Regions from separate parts of the Hordeum vulgare genome. Here region 2 is linked to region 1. The links are chromatin contacts, called in public Hi-C maps. All regions are on one chromosome and are shown on one strand. The core of a region is the stretch at or near the end of the contact, and the rest is flanking DNA. Distances in the headings are between cores, read along the strand shown.

Evidence for each region. Hi-C and Micro-C count contacts between places; a contact is called where the count stands out from the background.
Region 2: a Hi-C map of leaf shows a contact between it and region 1, with 2.8 times the contacts expected there. The contact joins the promoter of LOC123439173 here to the promoter of LOC123439125 in region 1. A contact is called at or near these places in 2 of 6 Hi-C or Micro-C datasets (leaf and seedling).

Annotation. Positions count from the first base shown.
Region 1 is chr1H:382,743,115-382,745,978 of MorexV3_pseudomolecules_assembly, reverse strand. It overlaps LOC123439125 (serine/threonine-protein kinase SAPK3), which reads right to left and starts at 1,561. Exons shown (of 9, transcript XM_045115876.1): 1 at 1,156-1,561; 2 at 881-955; 3 at 354-455; 4 at 189-242; 5 at 17-109. The coding sequence starts at 1,278.
Region 2 is chr1H:383,349,651-383,352,394 of MorexV3_pseudomolecules_assembly, reverse strand. It overlaps LOC123439173 (mediator of RNA polymerase II transcription subunit 31), which reads right to left and starts at 1,317. Exons shown (of 6, transcript XM_045115918.1): 1 at 1,133-1,317; 2 at 923-1,026; 3 at 431-527; 4 at 268-346. The coding sequence starts at 1,191.

The DNA.
Region 1 (2,864 bases), core at 312-2,811:
GTTAGTCTGTTAGTACCTTTGAGTAACCAAAGTCGCAAATTTTCACTCGAGGTGTTGGACTCCCATCCAGGAGAGTGTTTTCCAGTTTAAGATCACGGTGACAGATTTCCTGCATTTGCAGCATTAGTTCATGAGCACTTGGGTTTTGCATTTGTTTTCTTTCATGAATTTCAAAAGGCAAAGCGTACCATAGAATGGCAGTAGCTGACCCCTGAAAGTAGTTGCTGGAAGAAGTATCTTGCCTGTTGACACGCATAGCAAACAGGTTACATGATTACTTATACTGTTAGCAGACAAGGTTCAGAATAAAGATAATCTGATGACATAGCAAGGTAAGTATGTTCAAGAGCAACCTCATCTTCACTGAATCGGCCCGCGGTGCATATTCTTTCGAAGAGTTCTCCGCCAGCAGCATATTCCATGACGATGGCAAGGTGCGTCGGAGTTACACAAACCTGTCCTCGATATTATTAGCAAGGCAATTCAATTTTATCTAAAGCTGACAATTTGCTTAGTTGAATATCAGGACAGAGACATTCTAGGACAAACTTGGATGATTCTGAACTCATTATCACCAACCATAGTGACCCTGAAATGTAGGGGTTCAGTGCCGCCCAGCCCAACAATACTAAGTTTTGACCAAAAAACCATTACTAATAACTGGCAGAGCAGTCATGACGCAAACATTCAAAAAGATAATCGTCATTTATTCCCAAAAATATTAGGGTGTCAATTCTGCTTTCTGGAAGAAACAGAGTACTTCAGTGTTCATACTTCAGAACCTTCAAATTTATGAAGTATTTAATTTAACCAAACTAATGTAACTGAGAATCAACAAACTTAACAAACGACTAACGAGTCAAGAAGAACGGGCAATTACCTCCTTGAATCGTATGATGTTAGGGTGCCGGAGCGAGCGGTGATTGATGATCTCCCTCTGCACATTCTCATCAATCTGCACGCACACAAACAGACCCCAGAAATCACACATCCAGCAACACAAACCTGCAGCCACAGTCACTACACTGCCATTTATCGAGAATTGATTCTTCAAGAAGAACCCCCAAATCCACGAGTGCTCAACGACCAAACCTCAGAAGTCAGAAGTAAAGAACACAGGGAAGGAACGGAGAACCACGACCACGACATATATACCTTCTTGCCCCTCTCGATGTACTTGACGGCGACGAGCTCTTTGGTGCGCTTGTCCCTGACCAGCCTCGCCACCCCGAAGTTTCCCGTCCCCAACTCCTTCAACGCCTCGTACCTCTCCTCCATCGCCACCACCCGCCCGCCTCAATCCCAACTCCCAAGGTTTCGAGGGGCGGCTCCAACTCGAACGAATCCGACCGCGAGAGAAGCCCGACTCAGAGCAAACCTCCTCCTCCTGCTGCTGCTGCTGGTGGTGGTGGTGGTGCTGCTGCTGTTGCTGACCCAGCAGAGGACCAAGAGGCGGAGAAAAATATAGAGTTGCGCGCGCCGTCACCGGAAAGCGAAGCGAAGCCTCGGCTCGGGGCTGGGGCGGAAGCGACGGAACGAGGGCGGCGGAGAGACGCGCGATGGCCGACACGTGTGGGAGGCAGTGGCGGTTTTTTGAATTGGGGGTGGGCCAGGAGATACGTCGCGGCCGCGTGGGACCCGCCGGGAGCTCACCTAATCGGGGGCGGCAGGCGGGCCCCCCCTTGGTTAGATGGCACGTCCGATGGGGTGACGTGGCATCTCTGGACGCATGGGCTTGACGCGTTGCCCACCTAGGTGTCCTTTTTTTTTCGCAATTTGGTTAGATTTTTGGTTGGGGTTTTCCCACCGTGATGTTCTGACAAATGCGATCCTTTTTTATAATCTCAATTTAAATTCGATCTTGGCTCATCCTTCCCTTGTTTCTTTTAGACAAGACTAGATGCCAGTGCTACCAAGAAATCACCAAGCTCAATGCACGAGAGGAAAACAGGGCTAGCATGATGGGTGTTTGATTCGAGACTAAAACGTCGGACAACCATCTTTTAATCAAGATCGACCAAGTGGGCTAGTATAGTTTTATCGTGATGAATTTAGCTAGTTATCGATCTAAAATATACTTCCTCCATTTTTAAGTACTCTATAAGTTTTTCTAAATTTTTCATTATAGATTATATACACAACAAAATAAATGAACTTAAAACATGTTTAATGGCAGCGCACAAATTTTCTCTTGCATCCGTTCGCAGACAGGGGATTAGTCCATACACATGGATGCGAAGGACGACATTAATGGTAGCCGCATACATTTTTGATAATAATTCGAACCAACCGGATGAAATTCATGCAAACACGGCTGGATTTCATGCAAACATGACGGATTTCGTACAAATACGACGAATTTTATTACATTTTAAACATATTTTCACTAAAAAGATAAAAACTATGTGCATGTACGATCGCGCGGAGCTTCACTCCCATGATCCGTATATGCTATACTAGTCTATGGCCGCTCGCGGTGGATCCCTTTGTCTTCCCCATGTCCAGTAGTCCGCTTGCCGGACTGCCGGAAGCTCCATAAGCATATGCTTCAGCGCAAAGCATGCCTCGCTTCCCCACCGCTCGTCGAAGCGGAACCCCCGACTGATGTTTCAGCAGGAGGGGAAACGGGCACCTCCGCTTCCGTGCAGCTAATGCAGGGTCGACGAAGGTCTTCGCAAGAGAAGAACCGGGAAAGACACCCGGTGTGTACGTCGATGTTGCACCGACGATGGCCTTCATGGGACCCAAGCGGCGGCGGCCTCCCATGTTCTACTTCTCCTCGATGATGACGACGGACGTGGAGGCGCTGGCCACCGACTCGTCACTCTCCGCGCACCCGGCTTCTATCTTTGCCTCCATGGCGC
Region 2 (2,744 bases), core at 68-2,567, 610 kb before region 1:
GCACAGCTTAATATTCTTTCAGAACACACAACTGCTTTAACCAATTCCTCAGGAAATAAACATAGCGACTTAATATAATTGTATGTGCATTCGTAGCAACATTTTATCATTTTCCAGATCCTTTATGTTCACTACCAACCCACCGCAACAGTAATAATCTCAAAACAGACAATTCCAAAGAAACGGTTTGAAAAAAGGAGCTTGTAAACAGTGAAGGGTGAGAATGGTGCTTGAGTGCAATTCTAGCCAAATGGGGTCAAAGGTCACCTTGCTTGCTGGATGTGCCATTGCGTTTCGGAAATTTGCATTTTGGAGGAGCTCAAGAAAGAAAAGGCAGTGCGGATACCTGTACCATTAGTAACACTTATAACCATATTATTTTGTCCGCGAGCAACCCATTTGCACAAATCAAAAGTATAAGGTAACTCACATTATGTATTTGATGTACTCCGGACGCTGCCAATACTTGAGGTACTTGAGATACCCGATAAACGCCTCATCCTCAAAGTACCGATTCTGCGCTAGGTCTGCTTGAACAAAACAAATACTAGATAACTCCATCTCCCAAACAGAATCAAAATTAATACTCATACAAAGTATTGACTCTGAATACATCGGAAGCACATGAAACAACAATCAAAACATAAGCAATACATAATCCAGTCTCCCTTGCCTTATCACACTCCGCGGTCTTACCAAAACAAAATCATACCATGTGAATTTGTTACTCGAGAGCCCATCACAGTCACTGACTAACACATTCAACAACAGGACAAATTCTCACTGATAAGCTAGCTACTCGCCCTCGCTGCAGGACTCAAGCCACAAAAAGGCCATGATGAAACTTGCTGCGTTGTGATACCCAATAAGCTAATCTCTAACCAACCAGTTGAAACGGGGGTTGTGAGGAGAGTTACTGTACAGTTGATGTAGATGGGGTTGGCCAGGCACTGGATGAACTCCAGCTCCAGGAGGAACCGCTGCCTCCCGTCGTCAGGATCCTTGTACGGCGGCTGCTTCGCGCCCCTGCAACCCACACGACGCCCCGATCAGGGAGATATGTGAGCTTGCTTTCGCGTGACCTAAACACGGAGATGAGAGAAGCGGGCAAACAGGGGAGGCGCCCACTGACGTCGTAGGCGGTGGCGGTAGCGGTGGCGCGGGAGGCGTATCCTCCTCCATGGCATCCATGCTTCCCGCGGGCCTTCGACGGCGCCGGCGAGATGGGTAGGGCGACGGCGAGGACGACTGGCCGGCGAGGAGACTGTTTTTCCTAGTTTTTTTAGGGAGGCAGTATTCTTTCTGAGGGAGCGACGGAGCGTACCTGACCTGTGGCTTGTATATGGGCTTTAGGGACCTGTGGCTTGTTACCTCTTCGCCGGACCGTGCAGGGTCTTATTGGGCTGGACGTCTGGCACTGATTTTGTATTGGAGCTTTCGCAAAATCACTGGTTAGCGAGTACTCCCTCTGTCCGAAAATACTTGTTCTAGAAATAAATATAATGGATATATCTATAATTAAAATAAGACTAGATACATTCATCTTTAGGACAAGTATTTCCGGACGAAGGGAGTACATCTTTCAGGAAGCAATTAGTTAGCGAACGAGCCTCTCAGCGATCGCTCTCATGCGCCGTCATTTGGCGCGTTTCCGGCCGCCGTCACGTGTCGCGTTCTGAGCGTTTCCTTCAAATTTTATTTTTTTATTTTCCTATACACGATTTTGCCTTTTTACCGAGTATTTTTTTTCGATTTTTTTTGATATTACGGCTTTTCATGGTCCTTCGTAACTTTTGGAAGAAAAAAATCAAAAATTCTTTTTCACGAAAAAAACACGTTTTTTGTTTTTTACACGAAAAAACGTTTTCTGTGTTTTTGTAAGAGTTACGGTTTTGCCTTCACGATAGGCATGACCGTGCCTATCGGAAAGGAAAAAACACATTCTTTTGTCTTTTTTTTACGAGAGGCATGGTTTTGCTTACGCGAGAGGCACGTCCGTGCCTTTCAGAAAGGGAAAAAACACATTTTTTTTTGCAAGAGGCACGGTTTTGCTTCTGTGGAAGATACGGTTTTGCCTTCGCGAGAGGCATGGTTTTGCTTACGCGAGAGGCACGCCCGTGCCTTTCGGAAAGGGAAAAAACACATTTTCTGTTTTTTGCAAGAGGCATGGTTTTGCTTCCGTGGAAGACACGGTTTTTGCCTTCGCGAGAGGCATGTCCGTGTCTCTCTCGAAAGGGAAAAAACGCGTCTTCTATTTTTTTACGAGAGACGCGGTTTTGCTTCCGTAAAAGACACGATTTTGTCTTCGCGAGAGGCACAGTTTTGCTTCTGCAAAAGGCATGGTTGAAAAGTGTATTCGCTAAATAGTGATTTCGCATCTTCCAACGATTACTCTCACCTCCACAGGTTGTGACAAGTGGCGCACTGCATGCCAAGTTTTCCTTTTTTCGTAGACCCGTATTTTCAAAATATTTTATCTCCTAAACCATGCGTCCAAATCTCCAACCATTTTCACCGTTGGTTTTCTCACGTCGAGATCTTCAAAGCTAGATTTCATGTTGATAAGTTTTGACGAACTTTTCTTTTCACGAAAAAAAACTGAAAGAAAAATACGTACAAAAAAAACATGCATCACATGATAGAAAAAACAGAAAACACGTATTTTTTCCCTTTTTCGAGAGGCACGGGTCGTGCTTCTTGCGAAGGCAAAACTCTGCCTCTCGCGGAAGCAAAATCATGCCTCT